Linked DNA regions of Mus musculus: regions 2, 3, 4, 5, 6 and 7 are each linked to region 1. A link is a contact called in public Hi-C, HiChIP or PLAC-seq and promoter capture Hi-C data. All regions are on one chromosome and are shown on one strand. The core of a region is the stretch at or near the end of the contact, and the rest is flanking DNA. Distances in the headings are between cores, read along the strand shown.

The links. Promoter capture Hi-C pulls out the DNA fragments that hold promoters and counts their contacts. HiChIP or PLAC-seq counts read pairs in DNA pulled down with a chosen protein or histone mark. A called contact is a pair of places that touch in the nucleus more often than the background predicts.
Region 2: a contact with region 1 is called in a promoter capture Hi-C map of liver. The contact joins two enhancer-like sites. A contact is called at or near these places in 11 of 39 promoter capture datasets (the C10 cell line, the HPC-7 cell line, cranial neural crest and 8 more), 1 of 15 datasets of contacts at CTCF or cohesin (large pre-B cells), 4 of 484 Hi-C or Micro-C datasets (CD4 T cells, bone marrow-derived macrophages, embryonic fibroblasts and 1 more), 8 of 115 datasets of contacts at active chromatin or transcription factors (CD8 T cells, T-cell acute lymphoblastic leukemia, Th17 cells and 5 more) and 1 of 9 other capture datasets (embryonic stem cells).
Region 3: a promoter capture Hi-C map of liver shows a contact between it and region 1. The contact joins two enhancer-like sites. A contact is called at or near these places in 12 of 39 promoter capture datasets (the C10 cell line, the HPC-7 cell line, cranial neural crest and 9 more), 1 of 15 datasets of contacts at CTCF or cohesin (large pre-B cells), 8 of 484 Hi-C or Micro-C datasets (bone marrow-derived macrophages, embryonic stem cells, spermatogonia and 2 more) and 4 of 115 datasets of contacts at active chromatin or transcription factors (CD8 T cells, T-cell acute lymphoblastic leukemia, bone marrow-derived macrophages and 1 more).
Region 4: a CTCF HiChIP or PLAC-seq map of CD8 T cells shows a contact between it and region 1, with 8 read pairs. The contact joins two enhancer-like sites. A contact is called at or near these places in 10 of 39 promoter capture datasets (the C10 cell line, the HPC-7 cell line, cranial neural crest and 6 more), 3 of 15 datasets of contacts at CTCF or cohesin (CD8 T cells, large pre-B cells and pro-B cells), 13 of 484 Hi-C or Micro-C datasets (B cells, the BV-2 cell line, CD4 T cells and 8 more), 8 of 115 datasets of contacts at active chromatin or transcription factors (CD8 T cells, SST interneurons, T-cell acute lymphoblastic leukemia and 5 more) and 1 of 9 other capture datasets (liver).
Region 5: a Hi-C map of bone marrow-derived macrophages shows a contact between it and region 1, with 20 read pairs. The contact joins two enhancer-like sites. A contact is called at or near these places in 8 of 39 promoter capture datasets (the C10 cell line, the HPC-7 cell line, cranial neural crest and 4 more), 2 of 15 datasets of contacts at CTCF or cohesin (the NIH/3T3 cell line and large pre-B cells), 7 of 484 Hi-C or Micro-C datasets (the BV-2 cell line, the G1E-ER4 cell line, bone marrow-derived macrophages and 3 more), 2 of 115 datasets of contacts at active chromatin or transcription factors (astrocytes and pancreatic cancer cells) and 1 of 9 other capture datasets (liver).
Region 6: a promoter capture Hi-C map of liver shows a contact between it and region 1, with 7 times the contacts expected there. The contact joins two enhancer-like sites. A contact is called at or near these places in 5 of 39 promoter capture datasets (the C10 cell line, cranial neural crest, liver and 1 more), 1 of 15 datasets of contacts at CTCF or cohesin (large pre-B cells), 8 of 484 Hi-C or Micro-C datasets (forebrain and liver), 3 of 115 datasets of contacts at active chromatin or transcription factors (bone marrow-derived macrophages, memory CD8 T cells and pancreatic cancer cells) and 1 of 9 other capture datasets (adipose tissue).
Region 7: a Hi-C map of bone marrow-derived macrophages shows a contact between it and region 1, with 26 read pairs. The contact joins two enhancer-like sites. A contact is called at or near these places in 8 of 39 promoter capture datasets (the C10 cell line, the HPC-7 cell line, cranial neural crest and 5 more), 2 of 15 datasets of contacts at CTCF or cohesin (CD8 T cells and large pre-B cells), 5 of 484 Hi-C or Micro-C datasets (the N1E-115 cell line, bone marrow-derived macrophages, liver and 2 more) and 3 of 115 datasets of contacts at active chromatin or transcription factors (T-cell acute lymphoblastic leukemia, Th17 cells and memory CD8 T cells).

What each region holds. Positions count from the first base shown.
Region 1 is chr2:127,889,472-127,892,159 of GRCm38.p6, reverse strand. All of the region lies in intron 8 of Acoxl (acyl-Coenzyme A oxidase-like), which reads right to left. Among named protein-coding and RNA genes, the nearest start is that of Acoxl, 36 kb to the right of the region's middle. Within about 2 kb of position 1,334, at least 43 of the 459 cell types and tissues checked have an H3K27ac peak or open chromatin away from gene starts, as enhancers often do. A contact at or near this core is called in the BV-2 cell line, CD8 T cells, T-cell acute lymphoblastic leukemia and 4 more, where this site is marked.
Region 2 is chr2:128,372,774-128,375,461 of GRCm38.p6, reverse strand. The region is part of intron 1 of Morrbid (myeloid RNA regulator of BCL2L11 induced cell death); the gene reads left to right. Among named protein-coding and RNA genes, the nearest start is that of Gm14010, 49 kb to the left of the region's middle. Within about 2 kb of position 1,336, at least 95 of the 459 cell types and tissues checked have an H3K27ac peak or open chromatin away from gene starts, as enhancers often do. A contact at or near this core is called in bone marrow-derived macrophages and liver, where this site is marked.
Region 3 is chr2:128,337,815-128,340,502 of GRCm38.p6, reverse strand. All of the region lies in intron 1 of Morrbid (myeloid RNA regulator of BCL2L11 induced cell death), which reads left to right. Among named protein-coding and RNA genes, the nearest start is that of Gm14010, 84 kb to the left of the region's middle. Within about 2 kb of position 1,337, at least 119 of the 459 cell types and tissues checked have an H3K27ac peak or open chromatin away from gene starts, as enhancers often do. A contact at or near this core is called in bone marrow-derived macrophages and liver, where this site is marked.
Region 4 is chr2:128,294,556-128,297,243 of GRCm38.p6, reverse strand. No RefSeq gene overlaps it. Among named protein-coding and RNA genes, the nearest start is that of Gm14009, 130 kb to the right of the region's middle. Within about 2 kb of position 1,328, at least 109 of the 459 cell types and tissues checked have an H3K27ac peak or open chromatin away from gene starts, as enhancers often do. A contact at or near this core is called in the BV-2 cell line, CD8 T cells, T-cell acute lymphoblastic leukemia and 3 more, where this site is marked.
Region 5 is chr2:128,271,684-128,274,371 of GRCm38.p6, reverse strand. No RefSeq gene overlaps it. Among named protein-coding and RNA genes, the nearest start is that of Gm14009, 100 kb to the right of the region's middle. Within about 2 kb of position 1,376, at least 18 of the 459 cell types and tissues checked have an H3K27ac peak or open chromatin away from gene starts, as enhancers often do. A contact at or near this core is called in bone marrow-derived macrophages, where this site is marked.
Region 6 is chr2:128,178,732-128,181,419 of GRCm38.p6, reverse strand. All of the region lies in intron 1 of Gm14009 (a long non-coding RNA gene), which reads right to left. Among named protein-coding and RNA genes, the nearest start is that of Gm14009, 10 kb to the right of the region's middle. Within about 2 kb of position 1,334, at least 107 of the 459 cell types and tissues checked have an H3K27ac peak or open chromatin away from gene starts, as enhancers often do. A contact at or near this core is called in bone marrow-derived macrophages, liver and pancreatic cancer cells, where this site is marked.
Region 7 is chr2:128,151,167-128,153,854 of GRCm38.p6, reverse strand. All of the region lies in intron 3 of Bcl2l11 (BCL2-like 11 (apoptosis facilitator)), which reads right to left. Among named protein-coding and RNA genes, the nearest start is that of Gm14009, 17 kb to the left of the region's middle. Within about 2 kb of position 1,349, at least 77 of the 459 cell types and tissues checked have an H3K27ac peak or open chromatin away from gene starts, as enhancers often do. A contact at or near this core is called in CD8 T cells, T-cell acute lymphoblastic leukemia, bone marrow-derived macrophages and 1 more, where this site is marked.

The DNA of each region.
Region 1 (2,688 bases), core at 85-2,584:
CCTATTAAAGTTTATTGTAGACTAGGCATAGAAAATTATTACAAGCCGGGCAGTGGTGGCGCATGCCTTTAGTCCCAGCACTTGGGAGGCAGAGGCAGGTGGATTTCTGAGTTCAAGGCCAGCCTGGTCTACAAAGTGAGTTCCAGGACAGCCAGGGCTACACAGAGAAACCCTGTCTTGAAAAACAAATAAACAAACAAACAGAAAAAAAGAAAGAAAATTATTACAGTGGATTGAGTTTTTTAAAATTCCTCTGGACACCTTCCATAAATGTTTGCCATAAATGGCTCCTTTCCCCATAAAAGAACATCTGTATGAAGAAGCCTCGGGCCTCAGCCCTTCATTAGCCCTCCTGGCACACAGATGCTTGGGACCACGGAAAGGTACTACTCTTAGAAAAAGCCAGCAGCCTACTATAGAGCCACTAGATGGGGTGGAGGCCTAGATTCTGGCCCTGCCACTAGCCAGCTGACATCTGACAAATTCCAGTTTGGGTAGAATCTCTATGACTTTCAATGTAGACAATTTTTAAATCTTTGGTTAAGCTCAGTTAATCAAAGCAAACATGACTGTATACCACACAGTGATCCAGGAGCAGCTGTGGCTAGGGCTTATGCAAGACACTCAAAGACTTATCACCTGAAAACTACCCTGCCTGCACGGTAAGAACTGGACCCTAGTGAACTGTGAGCCCTGACAAACCCTGGACAAACTGCTATGTTGTTTTAGATCACAACATTTCTCAACTAAATACAAGACTCATGAGAATATCCACCTTACAGGACTGCCGAGATGAACTGTGATTGCTCATAGCATGCTTCAAATGCTGTCCCTTAACAGGAAGCTCTCAACAAAAGCCAGCCACAGTTGTGGCTTTTCTCTTTCAATCCCTTTCTCTGTGAATCTACTAAAGCAAGGGACAGAAACATGACAGAGTGAAATGTGAAGAAAAGGGACAGTCCCCTTCACAGGGACCATCTTACATGGAAATGGCTTCAGGCAGAAACACTGAGGAAAACCTGCCAGCCATCGGTTGTCATTGTCCAACCTTCCAGGTGGCACAGACGATGATTCCCAGTGACAGGTGACAGTCTCCATGAAACAATGCAGCTCCCTACAGCTGTAGCCCAGATACCCTCTGTCCCAAGTAAGTGGGCCACAGAGCTGAGGAAGGCCAGCTTCCTTCCTAGCAGGACCCAAGCAAGGAACATCTGAAAAACAGTCCACAGCCATGTGTCCCAGTCCCCATGGCTGCCGTGGCTGTACCTGGAGCCTCAGAAGGCTGGGTTCCCAGAGGCCTGTTTGGCCTCTGATGACTCACTGACAAGCAGTGCTGATCCTTGAACTGCTGGCACAGTCACAGCAGCTAAAGTTCCCTATGCCACATCAAACAGGGAGGAACGCCCAAGGACTTCCCTCTCCTTCAGCACTGAAAAACTCCACTCCTACCACAGGCGCTGAGAGTGTCCATCTATCTGTAAGCACGACCTAGCTGTGTGACTCAAGAAAGATGGGCTGCATGCCAACTCTAGGTCACTCTGCCAGGGATCAAGAGGCCTTACTCGGAAATATTTCTATAAAAGAGGGGGTGGGGCGCAGCTGAGCGACCGAGTTTGTATTCTTCATGTAGGAATTCTTAGATTCAATCCCAACCATGGAGAGCAGTGGGGCTTAGTATAGAACACAATCTCCGAGGTCCCTTCCAACCCACAATACCCTAGGGCTTTCCTTCTATAAGGTGCTAGCCCTGGATCCCGACCACCACCTGCCCCTGTCCCCTTGCCAGGGTAACCCTGGATGCTCCCTTTCAATGGTCTAGTTTCTTTGGTACACTCTGAGTCTCTGTGGGGTATGCACCAGGTCATCTCTATCATCATCGCAGTGCTGAAAGGGAACAAATTGGGCCCATATAAAAGGAACTGCGCTCAAAACGGTAGTTCTTCCACACACTTTCAACACACAAGCTTATCTCTAGCTGTACTGAGCTCTGGCTCCTCACTTTGGAGGAAAGTGCGGCAGATTAATCTTTTAAAAGATAAATATTGCGGTATATATGTCTTTAATCCCAGTAACTGGCCTGAAGAGGCAGGGATATCTCTCTGAGTTAGAGGCCAACCTGGTCTATAAGGGGAGTTCAAAGCCAGGCAGAGATACATTGCAAGACCCTGACTCAAAATAAAGATAAATGTTTACGTTTCTGTTGTAAAAACATAAGCAATTGCCATAGAGTCAACACGACAATGTGTAAGCATTTTTATACCCATCCAAAGTGATACAACGGGCTTTGGTTTTGTTGGGTTCATTTGATTTTAGGAGACATTTATGAGTCAAATTATGCCCTGGAGTCATCAAAATAACCATAGCTTATTTACAAGCTTGATCTTGAGCCCAGCAATCACACAGCTGAGGCTCCCCCACTCTCACAGTGACCATTGCCCTTTTAAAGTCAGCACTTGTGGTTGATAAGAAGCCGAATAAACCGCTGACAACGGCAAAATTCCAGCCACTTCTGACACCCAAAGCAAAGCAAATAAGCAGTCAGGAAACAATCCGCAAATTGGTCTTTGCTGCCCTCTGGTGGTTGGTCCTGGGAAGGTTCCACGCCATAGTTGACACAGATGTACCCTTACCCCAATCTCCCATCCCAGGACCATCTACGCTAAAACCATCATCCCACCAGAATTCTCA
Region 2 (2,688 bases), core at 87-2,586, 480 kb before region 1:
AAGGTGAGCCCATTTATGAGATCCTTGAGGCTCTGGTATTGAATTTTCCATGAGCATCTGGCATCAGAATGTGATGACCAGGATGCTGGGTGGGAACCTGGGTATGACTGTCAAGCTCCACCTCTGGATTTTGGGTTCCCTGTGCTTTTGGCTCTGCCTGCTTGGTAAGAGATGGCCTTCACGCATCCTTCTGAGAGGATGGATGCCGGCTTGGGTGAAAACCACACATCTGGACACTCCGGCAGATGGGATGCTGTACTCAGTAGTGGATGAGAGGAGCTGGGTGAGGTAGAACAGCTCTGGGAGAGACTCAGACTCTGCCTTAGAGCATTGAAAGTCTTTATACATAGTCATTTTCTGAGCCAGGAGCATTCTGTAGAAGCTAAGTCACATCACCCAAGCCCCGAAAGGATCTAAATATGCTTAGAGATACGTGGTTGTAGCTCTGGACAGAGGAACCTTGGTGAGAGACAAGCTGGGGACATTGAGGGCTCATGCCTCATTCTCTGTATGGATACCTTTCACCTCTAGCCTGAACTACATTTCTGTTCCCTAATGAGTACTTGTCTTCAGTATGGTATTCGTGGGTCCCAGATTGTTCATAATGTCTTAGGGAAAATAAAGTTGTGTATCCGTAGTGGGGATGGGGAGTTGCTAATAGTGAATATTAAAGACCCACAAGAAGAGCAAAGCTCACCAAAGCAGAGAGCAGCTTGGCCCTACATGTGACCAGGTGTCCCTTCAGGCTCAACCCAGTACTGGGGAGGAATGGGTGGTCTCCACCACTTTCAGTGTCCACTTGGTTATGGAAGATGTCCTTGAGAATTGCTGAGAATTGGGAACAAACTTCTTATAGTCTCCAAATAGACTAGCCTGGGCTTCTCCAATGAAAGCTAGGTAGGCATCCAATATAGGGTTCACAGGAATTAGTTTCATCCATGCAAAAGCTCCCAGGCCAGCTTATTCAGGTTCTGCAGTGGTAAGCTGGACTTACCACTAACTTTGGCCACTAGTCCATGGGAACTAGGTGGGAAAGACCCAAGTCTTAGTCCACTTGTGCCCCGTCTGGTGTGACCTTGGAAAGGGTGTCCACTTCCTCCTTCTATGGCCTAGCCTGCTGTGTCTATAAGGCCCTATCCCCTCTCTGCGATTTCAGTACCCACTTGGCTGGGAGTGCCATATTGTAACTGCTTGAGCTATTCCATTTGACTCTTGCATCCCACTAAGAAGAGGCAGGCTGGTGAGGACAGGGCAGTCGGCTATCTATCTCTGCTTCATGGGTAGAACTAGAGGAAGCCAGTTTCTCCTTCCACCCATGTCAGCCACTGGTGCGTCACCCAGTTCCTGTTTCTCTTTGCCCACCCAGGAAGGCGCTGCAGATGAAATCCTGGGCCAGATGGCGGATACTGTGAGCCTGGTCAGAAAATGCTGGCTCACAGGACACAAAACGGGAAGCTGGTTTTCCCAAGAGATTCATGGGTGGGGGTAGGGGGTGGGGAGGGGATGCTGTTCCCCTGACTGTGTAGGTGTCACACAGACAGGTTCCCCAGCTTCCAGAAACTTCCCCACTGCCACTGACAATAGGGGCCTTTTAAAGAATAACAAAGGCACTAAATTACCACAGTTGCTGCTGTCAAGAGCCCGGACCCTCTAGGAAGCTTTGTTTTTCAGAGAGGGTCCTTAGAAGCAGCTCAGCTAGAGCTCAATGGCTGGGCAATTTGCCCTCCTTCCTAACTCCACGCAGCAACAACACTCATGTCGGGAAACACACAATACACCCGTCTGAGCAACTTTGCATATTTCCTCTTTCTTGTATCCTTTGTATATTATGCATTGTGAAGGGATCTCTTGGGGACAGATGGAGCTATTCCAAAAATCATGCAATTCCCCGCTCTGAGGTTGCAGAAAAAATGTGGGTCATTAACAAAAGGCCGTGGACAGTGCAAAGTCCTTTGGAGCTCAGGGTGAACTCAGGCTGGTATCCCACTGGGGGCACAGGGAGATGTCCCAGGAAGTTTTGAGTGGTACTGCCTTCTCAGCTGTCAGCAGTGTTGTTCAGCGTCAGAGCTGGAAACAGTGGCCAGCTTAGATTTAACCTTGTTCCCATGGGAGCATTGTCTTCAACCATCTCATGGGAAAACTGCTCCAGTGTGTGTGTGTGTGTGTGTGTGTGTGTGTGTGTGTGTGTGTGTGTGTGAGGCAGATTTGAGTGCAGAGCAGGCTCTGGATCTACAGCATACCTTTTGAGGGCACGGCACCATCTGCCTCTCTCTACCTGCTCTGCCTTTGGAAATATCCTTTCACTTGTTTTGGAGAGCTGAGGATGTGATCTGCAGACAGGGGTGCACCAAGGGAGGCTGACCACAGGGGCCTTGAGCAGCAGTGCAGTTATGAATAGAACTACAGTCTTTCTGGAACTTCTGTCAGCCATATACTGTCCTTGCAACCTCTGCTTGGTTGTGTGTGTGGAGGGGCTTGTCTTATTATTATTTTTTCTCCTTCTCTCCTATAGAGGCTACTTGGAACAAATTCAAGTAAGCCCACAGTTATCTTTAGAGTCTCAGATAGGAGAGGTGTTGAGGGGCTCTGCACCTTGTGAATTGGAGTTCCCAGTGGACTTGACTTGAAGTTGCTTTGGGTCCTTGGAGGCAGGAGCTCAAGACATCACCTGGGGTGTCTTCTAAGTCT
Region 3 (2,688 bases), core at 88-2,587, 450 kb before region 1:
TACCTGACCATCTCATAGCTGGCTTTACATGCAGGGGCCACTTAGCCTGCCCAGCTGCTCAAAGGAGAAGCCAAAATCCACCTAGAGTTTCGATCCAGCAGTCCTGTTTGGCTCCAGTTGGAAGACTTGGAGAATCCGGCTTCTGGGACTGGGTTCGAGCCAGGTGACCCAGCCCGAGGGAGCCGGAGAGGGTTCCAGGCACACACCTGCCACTCGGGTTTCCACCCCGCAGCGTCTCTTTCCTGGCTTGTGCTTTTCAAGTGCCTCCGTCCTGCAAGATTGACAGCTCACTTTTGATTGGAATCAGAGTGTAGGAAGCGGTCTTTTCAAATTTCCTGTGCAACCCAGCCTGCCAAAAGTCCTGCCACTGGCTGTTTTATTTACCCTGGCCACCAGGCCTCTTGCTCGCTGCACCCTAAGAAAACAGATTGCTGTCGGGAGAAAAGTCCATGCGTGTTTCCTTTCTGGAGGCTGATCAAGTTCTGAAAGAAGGGTTTCCTGCAGTCCATTACACCATTTTGGTTTGTTTTATCCCGTCTCCACCTGCAGAGCAGGGAATTAGCCTGCAGCCCAGGGCTGGGCCAGCAGATGACTACAGGGAAAGGAGAGCTCGTGGGCGTGGAGCTTTCCACAACACACCGTGGCCTTGTTCTCTTTAGCTAGGCATTGTGTGCTGAGGCCCAAGCCCAAATCTGAATAGGATTCTGTGTAACTTGATCTGTTTTCTTTCTTTCCTGTATTCCTGTGAGCCAAATTTAACTTCACTCCAATCTGTGGCCTGTACATATAATGTTCTGCCGGAGGGTGGGGGTGGGCTGGGAGATGTGGGAGAGGGTGTATATGCTTGCGGTTTTTTTTTTCCTATCTTCCCCTTTCTACATTTTTTTTTTCTTTTGCTTGCCTGCGTTGCTCACCCACTGCTCACCCTTGGCCGGGTATAACTTAATATGGCTGTCTTGTCTGCAGCCATTAACCCTTTAGGGAAAGTGAGTGGGTTTTTTTTTTTTTTTCAGTCTCTCCTTAGCAAACCACAAAGTTTCCCAACCCCCACTCCCAGCGCCCCGTTGAGAAGCCTTGGCATTGCTTGAGTTAACAGTTGGCCTCCAGGAAACATGAACTTCCCTAGAAGTGCTTGTGCAGCAATTAATAGGCCTTCACTCAGATATGTAAAAATAGCCCCATGCTTGGAAACCCGCAGTTGAAAGACTCGGCTCCTAGGAGTCACCTGACTAGTGTTGGGTACCTCCTCTTTAAAAGGCTTGTGTCCTAAACGTCCCAGAAATATCCCAACATCGATGTGGGAAGGTTGCCAGGGCAGACAGAAATCCAATGTTCAATTAAAAGCTCCTCCAGCTGTGGCTAGGTCAGGCTTTGGCAGAGGCCAACAGCCTTGGGGTTCATGGGTGTGCCCTGCTGTTAACATGGAGGTGGGGATGGGGGTGCTGTCTGCTCCTCCTTTCTACTTAAGCAGCACCCCCTGCTTTTCATGATGGAGGGAGAAGACAGGCTGACTAAAGAGGGTTGGTAAGGGGAGGGCTCCCCTTACCTCCCAGGGCTGTCTCTTCCCTCCACGAAGGGCCGAATATTGGTCCTCAAGGTGTTGTATCTGGGGGACAGTCAGATAACGCACTGACAGCATAATGGTTTCAATGCTCACTGCTTCCAGAAATCACAAACATTCTGGGAAAACAATAATAACAACACCACCACAGAACCACGGGCCCTATCGGGAGGGGAAGATGTCTTGGGTCATTGCGAGCTATTTTTAGAATGGAAAATGTGCTGGCTCAGAGAAAACTAGTCATGTGCCCCAGTCCAAGTAGGGCACAGTGAACCCTGCCCCATGAGCCTGCTGTTCATTTTTACCCAGCCTTGGCATCTCTTCTCCTTCAAGAAGCCCTTCCAGCCAGTGGGGAAAGCGCCTAGGCAAGAGCCAGCTTCCCTAAACATCACTCCATGAGGACCCACACTTGACTCCTTCTGGGGCCCCTGCTACCTGCTGTCAAGTTGGTTGAAGAAGGGTCAGTGTTCCAATGTGGCTCACCTGCTTCACCTCAGGGCTACCGTGGATGTCCCTGTGGTGGCCCTCTGTCATTTTCTTTTTGTAACCACCATGGTATTTTTCAAGGTCCTGGACGTTCAGTGCATAACTGTCCCTCAGTGGAGTTGGCCATGTTTGCCCAGAAAGAGTAACCCAAACCTATGCTGCCTAGGTACCTGTTGTGGGCCAGGGGCCTACATGGCTTATCCACTGACCTTGACACAATGAGGAAGATATGGGAATGGTAACAAGGGAGTGGTCCACCGGACTGGTACCTCGAGGCACAATCAGGGATACATATGAACTAGAATATGATGCAGTCAAGCCTGGACTTTTGGAAAGGTACCAGCTACATCCCTCGTCAGCTGTCCAGCAGAGGGGACCCAGCAGTGATTGTGAAGGCATCACATGTGTGTGTCTGTACATGTGTAGGTGTCTGTGTCTGTGTGTACATGGAAGCCAGAGAACAGCCTCCGGCATCCGTCCTTAGGCACTCACCGTGGTTTGTTTGGCTTGTTTTTGTTTTCTGTTTTGTTTTTGAGCCAAGTGCTCTCATTGGACAAGTGGGCTAGGTTGGTTGGCCAATGAGCCCCTGGGACCCACCCATCTCTCCCTCCCCAGTACTGAGGTTATAAGCAATTGTCATT
Region 4 (2,688 bases), core at 79-2,578, 410 kb before region 1:
TCCTGGCAATAAATCCTCAGGGGGAAAAAATCCTGTGACAGAACCAGCCCCAGAGGAATGTCCATAGGTCAGAAGGAGGCCACCTAGCTTGGAAGGTTCTGGAAATTCTAGTTGGGCATTGGGAGGAGTCCAGGCAGCTGCGCTGATGCAAGGGGGCTCCAGAGAGGAAGGAGAACCTCGGGAGTTAGTCAGAGGACGTTGCTCAGAATGAGGGAGAGAGTGGGGGAGGCTACCAGTGGAGGCCAGGGACCGATGTCACTTCACTATCTGTAACTTCCTGTTTTGGAGAAAGAGCCTGAGCTTGCTTTGGGGGAGGGGAGCATGAAAGGTGAAGCCTGGAAGATTGGTGCTTGTGCTCTCACTGGAGGGCAAGAGGGGGTTTAAATGGTCAGAGCAGGGGCCTGGAGAGATGGCTCAGCGGTTAAGAGCACTGAATGCTCTTCCGAAGGTCCTGAGTTCAAATCCCAGCAACCACATGGTGGCTCACAACCATCCGTAATGAGATCTCACGCCCTCTTCTGGAGTGTCTGAAGACAGCTACAGTGTACTTACATATAATAAATAAATAAATCTTAAAAAAAAAAAAAAAAAATGGTCAGAGCAGGATGGGGTGACAGACCTGGGCAGACTAGAAGGAAAAACAATTGGTGATTCTGATTCATTCACCTCAATTGTCACAGAACAGAGCAAACACACATGTAATAAAATCATAAAAGTCTGTGGGAAGTAGAAGAAAGAAACTTCAGCAGATCAAAGCAGCTGATGGGTCAGATACTGGGGTCGGGCCTTTGAACCCCCCAAGGCTACACGAGGCTCCTACCTGGCTGAGATCTATGGCTCTTCTGTTCTCGGACTATTGACACAACAGCCTGGCTGCTCAGAGAAATGGGCTCTGAGGATCCTGGCATCCTTGAGGTAGCTCCAATTTCCTAGATGAGCGTGGGGAGAGTGGAGGGATCTGGGTCTCCTGAGAAGAATCGAAGGTGGAAACTGGAGATAAACACGGGGAGAGAGCTTGCTGTCTATGGCTCAATTGCTCTGCTGAACTGCCTCTTGGTTGAACTGCTGCACAGCCTGAAGGAAACCCTATTCCACCCAGGCTTCCCTCCAGAGCAAAATATCAGCCCTCCTCTGCCAGTGGAGTCCACTGGATAGCCAGGCCTGCTGTCCCCAGAGCCTCTGTCAAACCCGTGATCCTTCTCTTTCCCTGTGACCAACAGTATAGACTCCTGGAACTCAGAAGGACTCCACATGGCTAGAGTGTTCCCAGTGGAATCAGTAGTCTGTCACAGAAAAGGCAAAGATGACTCAGGAAGCAGACGTCTGAAGAGATGCCTGGCCTGACTCCATGGAGGTTTTAGAAAGACATTCACTCTTTCCATAGAGTGGAGAGCCTCACTGGTGCTATGCACATTAAACATCAGATGAACTCGCTCCATCTCAAGGGTATTCTGAGTACCCCTCCCCCAACCCTCACCAAGGGTCTTCCCTGCTTTTTGGTACCCTCTCCCAATCATATAGAATTTAAGGCAGATTATAAATTTAACTACTCTGCTAAGTTGCGATAAGTAATAAATTCATTTCTTTTTGTGTGTGTTTTAAAGCTTTGTAGAAAACAACAATGTCAACAACACTAACCCAAACATTGTAAGGCTGAGACACAAAGACATTGAGTTTGAAGGTAACCTGGGCTACATAATGAATTGTATATTCCAGACCAGCCTGGGCTACATGGCAAGCCCTGTCTCAAAAATAAACAAATAGATGAAAATCTATTTTTGCCCAAAATAACTGTTTACGGTAACTTCCATGAAATGCCCCAGGTCTGGGTTTTGCTGTTAGTGTCTCCAGCTGGGCACGATCTTTGATGTAATCAGTGACTCAGCTTACTCGAAATAAACCTGTTGTCAAAGATTCAAAATTTATCTCTTTGACACACACATGTCTTGTGACCCGCCTGTCCTTCTGCTCAAAGCACTGTCCCAATCCCTCTGACTCAACGGGGAAACCACAATCTACAAGAAGCCAGAGCGTTCCCACACCTGGGGTGGGCTGCGCGTCACCAGCAGGGCAGCAGATGTCATTGTGCCTGAGCAGGAAGCTCGGCAGGATGGCTTCTTTGCCACTCCTCTGTCCACAGGAAAGCATGGTGACGTGGTGGATTCGTGATTTGGTGGGGAGCACGGTGAGGTGTGACTTGCCATCCTCTCTAAATAGATTGTTCAACCCAGAAGCAGTTGTTTCTTGGGGGAGGCATAACTTGAGGTAGGTCTGGAGATGGCAATGGCTCTTGAGCTCTTGGCTAGCACCTGTGTCGTCCTGGGGCCACTGCTGACCCACCAAGACCCTCTACAACAGGTGCTGCATGTCATAGCTGAAGGCTGTCCCACTCACCCAGGTCCCCCACCAGTCACTCACAACCATGCAAAAAGGGAAGTCTTGGCCAAAACTCACTGTCGGTTTGGTGCCTGCTCTCAGAATGGCACTGTCTGAGAATAATGAGGTGCTCTGTGTAAAGAAAGGGGAGAGAGTCAGGGCTGCCTCCAAAGCCCTGTTCTAGACTCTGTTGCTGTGGTGGTTTGAGTGAGAAAGCCCCCCCCCCCCCGTGGGCTCACATATTTGAATCTTTGATACCCAGTTGGTGTGCCACTGGGGATGGGCCTCTCTCTTCTCTCTCTCTCTCTCTCT
Region 5 (2,688 bases), core at 127-2,626, 380 kb before region 1:
TTTATGGAGAAGAAAAGGTCAAGAGACTCTAAGAGCTGGAGGTGGTGACTGAGTCCAAGGGGTCAGGTCTTCACATAGACAATGGAAGTGAGAGAGTCTCAGGGTTCACAGGGACTGTGGTGGCGTGCACGAGACTTGAACAGGTTCAGGTGGACGGGGTCTCGGCACTGGGAGAGTGAAGTGGACAAGGCTTTTGTTTTGCCAGTTTTATTTTGCTTTAATCTTGATCTTGCCCCTTGTTTAATGATGTGCCATATAGTATGCTTTTGCAGGTCGGGGCAGTGGACACGGGTAGCGAGGGGAAACCGTTGAAGCTATACCACATTCAGGTCGGGTTGTTTCGCCAGGAGCTTCCCTAGGTTAGAGATATTAAATGGCATTGTTTACTAATAATATTTGTACCTTAAAATCGCTTTATCTCATCTCATAGTGGGTTGAGGATCACTTGCATTTGTGTGAGACAGATGCCATCAGGCCAGGTACCTGTGCCCTGGCTGCCCTTTCGCTGGTGCCAGGCTCTGAGCTAAGCCTGAGCAGGATTCAGCTAGAAGCCTCTGTGCGGGTATTTAAAGAGAACAGAAACTGCAGGACTGTGGATAAGAAAGCCAAGATTCAAACCAAGCAGGCCAGGCTTTGTACCACAAGCAGCATGGCTGCCACTTCGACAATTGTAACACAGTCCACATATGAAAGACCACCTGTCACTTTCATTACTGGATCCTTCCGATAAAGTGGGTGTACCAGTAACTCAACTCCCTAAGGAAATAGACGTGGCAGCCACTAAGTGGGAACCATTCTGGGTCTGTGTAGAGATACACAGCCACAGCGTGTCTGCTCAGTGACAGTAATGTAGTACAAAGTTCATTTGTGCGTGGCCTCTGAGCTGCATACTCAAGTCTCTTTCCTACTAAGGGCTATTAAGGAGCTGCAAGGTATGGTAGGAAACCTAGAGGTAGGGAGAGCTATCAGCAGAAGAGAGAGAGGACAGAGACAAAGAGATAGGAGAGAGGGAAAAAGGAGGAAGGATGGAGAAGAAAAGAGGGAAAAGGGAGAGAAGGAAGAAAGGAAAAGAGGGAGAGAGGGAGGGAGGGAGGGAGGGAGGGAGGAAGGAAGGAAGGAAGGAAGGAAGGAAGGAAGGAAGGAAGGAAGGAAGGAAGGGAGGAAGGGAGGAAGGGAAGAAGGAAGGAAGGAAGGAAGGAAGGAAGGAAGGAAGGAAGGAAGGAAGGAAGGAAGGAAGGAAAAAAGAAGTAAAGAGCGTATCCAAGAAAATCGGCACAAAAAGAATCTCTGCTGGGCAGGCTTTAACTTCCAAGGCCAGGTGGGTGGTGCTCATTTGCATAACGATGAGCTCCAGGCAAAAGGGTGTTAACTGCCTTGTAAATGACTCTGGCTCCCAAAGGCAGCACTTCCCCTTTGCTCCGGAGCACTCCGACTAAGGACAGGAAATGTGTACAATATCAGAATGCAATCACAGGAAATGCTCGCACAGAAAGCTTCATTTATTAAGGTGTCCCTTGATGTTTGCTTACCTGGAAGCTGGCCTTGGGGAAACGCCTTGTTTGCTTGCTTTTCTGGCTAGATAAACTTGAACTTATGCAAAAGGGACAAAGTTGTTTTAATACCGTATTTACAATTCCTAGGGCTCTTCCATCACCCACATTTTTAAAAGATAATATCTCACTATGTAGGCCAGGCTGACCTCAAACTCACCATCCTCCTGTCTCAGCCTCTTGAGTGCTATGATTACAGGTACCACACACATAAGGCTTGTAGTAAATATCTTTTAAAGATGTATTTATTTTGTGCACAGGTGTCTTGCCTACATGAGTGGAAGTGTACTATGTATATACCTGATGCCCATGGAGGCCAGAAGGGGGGATCAAAGATGGCTGGTTGTTGCCATGTGGTGTGCCCGGAACTAAACCCAGATCCCCTGCTTCTAAGAACAATGCGTATTTTTAGCCATGGAGTCATCTCTCCAGCCCTAGGCAATATGTTTAGTTCAAGAAATTTTACTCCCTGCAGTCAGCATAGCTTTTGAGACACCATTGTTAACCTAGTTTGCAGATGAAGCCACTTCAAGAAGAGTTAACTTGCTCAGCCTGGCAGGTAGGGTTCAACCCAGAATCTATGCCACCTTGCCTGTGCCCAGCAGCCACCTTGTCAGGGTTACTCTAGACTCTGTGCGTGGTGGCACATGCAGGAAGGACAATGGAATGAGCCAAGCTGGGACGGAGGAGTTAGGAAAGTCTCTGCCCTGGCATGAGACAGAGAGCTGTATTGAGGTAGCAGAGGAAGGTGATGTTAAAATCCAGTGTCAGCCAGTGGGGGCTGAGATGGGAAACTGGTGCTCCAACCCCAGTGGGATTTACAGAAGCCTCCTGCCACACGGTACTCACCTTCTGTTGGCTCCATGGATCCGACCTGGCAGACTTCTCTTGATAACCTCAGTGCCCTATTGACACTAAAGCCCTCAAAGGAACCTGGCAATCACTGTAGATCTGAGGAACTTCTCCTTTCCATTTTCTTGGCCTTATTTTCAAAAATCTCTCAGAAATAAAATACAAACAAAACAAAACACCAAAACCAAAACAACAACAAACACTCTTCAGTCAGGGCAACTCTCTACAGGCTATGACAACTAAAGGTTCCAGGATCAGGCTACCTTGGGTGTTGGAGAGAACATAA
Region 6 (2,688 bases), core at 85-2,584, 290 kb before region 1:
TTAAGATCAAGTCACATGTCTCTGTGTCCTCGATTATCTTTTAGTTCTTCACAGTGAAAGCATGGGTACATTGTATTAAAATATCACCTGGGCTCTGGGTGTGGCCATGTAACACTGCACTCCAAAGGCAGAGGCAGGTGCTTGGTTCTTTGTGAGCCCCAGGCCAGTCAGGTCTACATTTTGAGATTCTGCCTCAACAAACCAAACCACACCACAAACAAAGAGAAAAGGCAGTGTTCCTGGCCCATACCTTTAATCCCAGTATTCCTAAGGCAGAGGCAGGTGAATCTCTGAGTTCTGAATCTACACAGTGATTTGTAAGACAGTCAGGGCTACGCAGAGAAACCCCATCTCAAAATAAAACCAACAACAAAAAGATTCTATTTATCCAGGGAGTGGTGGCACACTCTTTTAATCCCAGTACTGGGGAGGCAGAGGCAGGCAGATGTCTGGGAGTTCAAGGCCAGCCTAGACAGCTCTGTCTCTCAGGGAGGCTGGCAATAATAAGGCAAAGCAAAACCCCTAAAACAACAACAACAACAACAACAACAAAACAAAAGACCTGAAGTAAAGAAAAAAACTACCCTCAAAAGTGGAAAAAATCATATTACTACCTATAAGCCTACATTTTTTACATCGTATGTATCAATTTTAAAAATTAAGATAAAATGACTAGAAAAAAATTGTTACTAGCAAGTTAAAAATAAATGGTTTCTATCTTCCTACAAAAAGGAACAATAATTCCTACCGTTGAGACAGAGTATCACTATATATCCCAGCCCAGCCCAGAACTCAGGAGCCTCTGCCTCAGTTCCCTATGATTAATGAAAATTTTAAAAAGAAACCACAATGCAAATAATAAAGTTCTTAGTTGCGTGCCTGTCGTGTGGTATCAGTGTAATTCACTGTGGCCACCGTCCCTTCTGTCAGTGAGTGAGCCTGAAAATGGATGTGCTGTGGGCGAGCTCTTCCATAGCTCCAGAACCCCACAAAGGAGACCAGGAGAAGCTGGAAGAAACCCAGCCAGGGGAACCTGGGTATTGGCGGGAAACTCCATGAAGCTCATCACCCCAGAACCCTGGCTCTCCTGAGGGTGGAGTCCATGCCTCTCCCTCTGGGTCAGGCTTCTGGGCAGTCAGCCAGCCACACTGCCACTTGATGGTTTGTTTGTTTGCTTCTAAAGACATAAAATCCAAGCTTATCAAACAAAGTCACACTTGGCCCTGCCATCTTGAGAGGTAAATTCCACCATTATCTATGCACTTCAACCCCTGCACAGAACACTTGGTTCCCAGGCGAGCTGGCGGCTGGCTGCAGGGCCGACCTTCACCGACTCACCCTTTCAGCCCCCTTTCAGTCCAGGAGCCAGCCAGTCACGAGGCAGGCGTGCCAGTCACACAGACTAGGGAAATGCCCGAAGGTCCAGCCCACAAGCTGGGAGGTTTAAAAAAACCTCTTTGAACTTCAGTTTCCTCGTTTCTATAAAAGTGGCTTGAGGACAATAGTCTCCTTACCAGCTGGTTTGTGATGAGGAGTCATGAAAAGGTGATTAAACATTGACCCCAGTGCTGGCCTTTGGGGAGGACTCAACACAGAACAGCTGTGGCCTCACCAGTTCCTTAGAAACCTCTCGCTGGGTGGAAGGACGAGGTGAGGCTGGGAGAGGTTTGTACACCCAAAGGGAAAAACATAGAGCTTGTGGCTAAAAAGCGCGGGGCAAAATGAGGTCAGCTAGTGGAAACGTCATCCAAAACTTTGCCAGAGCTCTCTTGAGCCAAAGTCCTCAAAATCACCTACTCCTACTGTGTGTGTTAGAATCCACTGAAACGGAAAGGGGCATCCTGGCCCGGAAGTGGGGTTCCCGTTCATACTGCATCTTTGCACAAATTACAAGCTAGGCATGGGAGGGGCAAGCCAGTGAGCTCGCTTTGAGAGCACTGGATAATACTCTTGCTTGCTGCTCCTGCCTCTCCTCGCCCTGCAAAAAGCCCACAGACCCATAGAACAGGAGGGAAAGAGACACGTCGCGTTTTTGAGACGATGGGCACTGGTAAGAGCTGACTCACAGCTGTCCTTGTTTCTCACTCCCGTGGTGCCTGGCAATACTCCAGATGGTGGAGGCACCACAGCCTGTGTCCTCAAATAGAGACCATGGGAAAAACCATGGTGGGTGAATAGTACAGGGCTCTGTTCCCCTCCCAGTTCACATGCGCCAGTCACCGTGAGCCTTGGGGCAGTATTCTTACCACAGTCAACCTGATTCACCCTCAGATGAGTGTGGACAACGGTGGGAACAGGAGGAAAACAAAGCCCAGAGACACCAGTGGGAGAGACCGTGTCAGGGAGAGCAAGGTAAGGCCTCTTGGAAGAAGATGAACCTGTCCAAGAGGCTGGGTGGAGTTGGGGATGGCAGAGCAGGGGGTGATGAGGTTAGTGTAGGATGCAGCTATTCAAAGAAAGTGCCTATAGGGGTCCTGGAAGATCCCAGTTCCGTCCACAGGCCAGACACGTGAGGGAAACAAGATGAACTCAAAATCAGCGCCAGCCTTCATGACCAGAGTTGAGTTGAGTTTCATAAGCTCTGCTGAGGTCAGAAATCAGCAGAAACGGGACAGGCTCTCAGCTGTCTAGTCCCAAGTCTCTTCCTCCAGGAAGACTTCCCGGACCTTCCTCAGTCTCAGATAGCCT
Region 7 (2,688 bases), core at 100-2,599, 260 kb before region 1:
CCATGCTGGTTCAATGCCCACGGCTGCCTCGAGGCCAGGCAACGGCTGCCCAGGGACTGCATTCACTTCCCATTTGCCACAAAGAGAACATGTGCATCTAAACAGCCTGGGTCTCATAGCTTAGCGATCACGAGACGGCTGGAGACAGTGCACAAGAGGCACCCTACCGGTATGACGTAATGCCTCTGAACATCAGAGGAACAAATGTGCTCCCCCCACAACCCCCCAGCACAGCAAGCAAGCTGAGCGGTCGTCACAGATCTACCATGGCCACGCTGGCTTGACAGTTATGTACAGACTGCAAATATTCTCAAGGACCAAACGTGTATCCTATCTCCTCTGCGTCGTATAGCAGTAACTGTTAAAAGTGGAGGCCTTTTATAGGGACACAGAAACCACTTCACAATCTCACTCACAGCGGGAGGCTATCTCTCCACCCACCCTGGAGGTGTGACACACAGTTCTGCTTGGTGGGGATCCTGCCAGGCTGGCCTCAGAACCAGAAGCGGGTCCTGCTCTACAGCCAGCCAAACAGGGTTCAAGATTGGTAGTATGTCTCCTGTGAGAGCTACGAGGGACAAAATACTCAACTCAGGGCAGGAACATGCTGTTCTGAAATGCTAAGTGGGATGTAACACACTTTAACCACAACTAAAACCTCCTGCTTTGGTTCAGCGAGGTGAAGTCTAGGCAAGGGATGATGCAATCACCTTATTATTTTTATGTGTCTGCAGAAGGGCCAAACCGTCCTTTCTTTGCATCTTCATTTCCTCCTCCAGAGATTTAAAAAAAAAAAAAATTACCCTGAGAACCTGCCTGAAGTTCCCCTCCGGGCACCTGCACCTCCTCTTGGTTGCACGTTCACGGCTCCCTATCCCACAACGGCCGGGTAGCCCTGCAGGTGTAGCACCTGCCAGGCCCCACAGCACCCTCACACGTGGTGTGTGGTGTAGATCAACACAAGGATGTCTAGCCCAACACCCCGCCAGCCATTCGAACACACCCCAGTGCTTCAGTCTCCTCTCATATTTGCCTACACCCAGACAGATGCAGCCTGCGCCTGTAGGGTCCAACGCACTTGCTTCAAAAGCATGTCCGAAGCATGTAAAGGCAGCCAGGTGGACAGGGTTCCTGGCACCACTCAACGTGACAGAGAACGGGGTGATAATGGCACCCAGATTCTCGAGCACGCAGGGTTCAGCATCCGACACTAGAGTAGACCCCGTGGCTCTGGATGGGGTGCACTTGCTGACGAGCCAAGCTGCCCTCCCTCAGTAGCTACAGGGAACCCTCATTCAGAAAAGCAGCTCAATGCTATGGAGTGAATAACACAGCTCTTTCCGCTTGCCTCAGGGGAGAAACCGAAGCACTCGCCACCTCCAGTCACTAAACAGAGGTGGCATGTGTGGTTCAGTTCAGATATGAACAAAGCCTAAAACCAAAATGCCCAACCGCTCCCTCCAACTGCGACACACAATTGTGTCACAGACAAGAGCAGATAACAGTTCACCTTACCTCCTAGTGACTGCGTTTGCTACAAGAGGGACCTGCGACTACCATGTGAAGAGACCCCATCCTTCCGTGAGTCAGATCTAGTGTGATTTTACATTGATATTCATGCCTTTAATGGCAACAGTTTAAGAAAGCAACTTATCTTATTAAACTCCAGCTTTCAATTAATGAGGGCCTCTGGAGAACATGGCCCGAGGCCACACATCTCTGGTTGGTTTCATCCAAGCAAGCTATAATTTCGGCCTCTCCCTTGTTGGTGATTTATAGGAACCACCGTCATTTCTAAAAGCACGGAGTCAGATAGCATAGTGGGCTCCCTTTCTTAGGAAAGCGAGACGGACAGGCTTCAAGTTTAAAGTATACAAATGCTCCTGTGCATATTGCTTTAGTGAAACTTGTGTTTTATCAAAGCTGATCTGTGTGGACCCCCGTTTTAGCTCCACTTTATCTGATGCTGGGTTCTCCTGTTGTCTGTGTACACTCCAATCAACTCATGCCTGCACATGTCCCAGACCAAGGGGGAAGGAAGCAGTGTAAACCAAAAGGTGTTTCTTGTGATCAGACAAAGGGTTTCCACTCACTCACTGTCCCATCTGCAGGGGTCTTAGCTTTAGGCTGGGCACTTGGAGGACATCCCCTCAACAGCTACCCTAAAGGGCTGACAGGCCTTTCCCAGCAACCTAGCCCATGGCCAAAATACCCACAAGTGGACATCTTTCATAATTAGTGCCCACAGGTGCTGAGGACTATGTGACATGCACTTGATGTCACCTGGCCCAGGTATGGGTATAAGAGCGGCAGCTGAGCCATGGAGACGGCCCTGATGACAGCTATGGGAGATGAGTGTGAAATGGGGTTGTCGAACATTGACGCATCCCTGACACGAAGACGAAGAGGCTTCAAACATAGGCTGCAAGATATGAATGACCCTTCAGCACTCAGCTAAACGCAAACTGCCTGCTTTCTCCATGACCTTCCAACAACCAGTCCCTCTGAGCTTCTCTCTGGACCCACTGACTCCCTGAACAGCTCCCCGAAGAGCCCCTGCCATCCTCCTAAGTCTTCCAGATGGGTACCACACTGCAGAGTAGACACCAAGGTTTAGAAGGCTTGGTACAGCGCCTGGGCATAACAATCAGGAAAATCTTTCAGAAGGCACAGCCTCTCCCTAGTGCG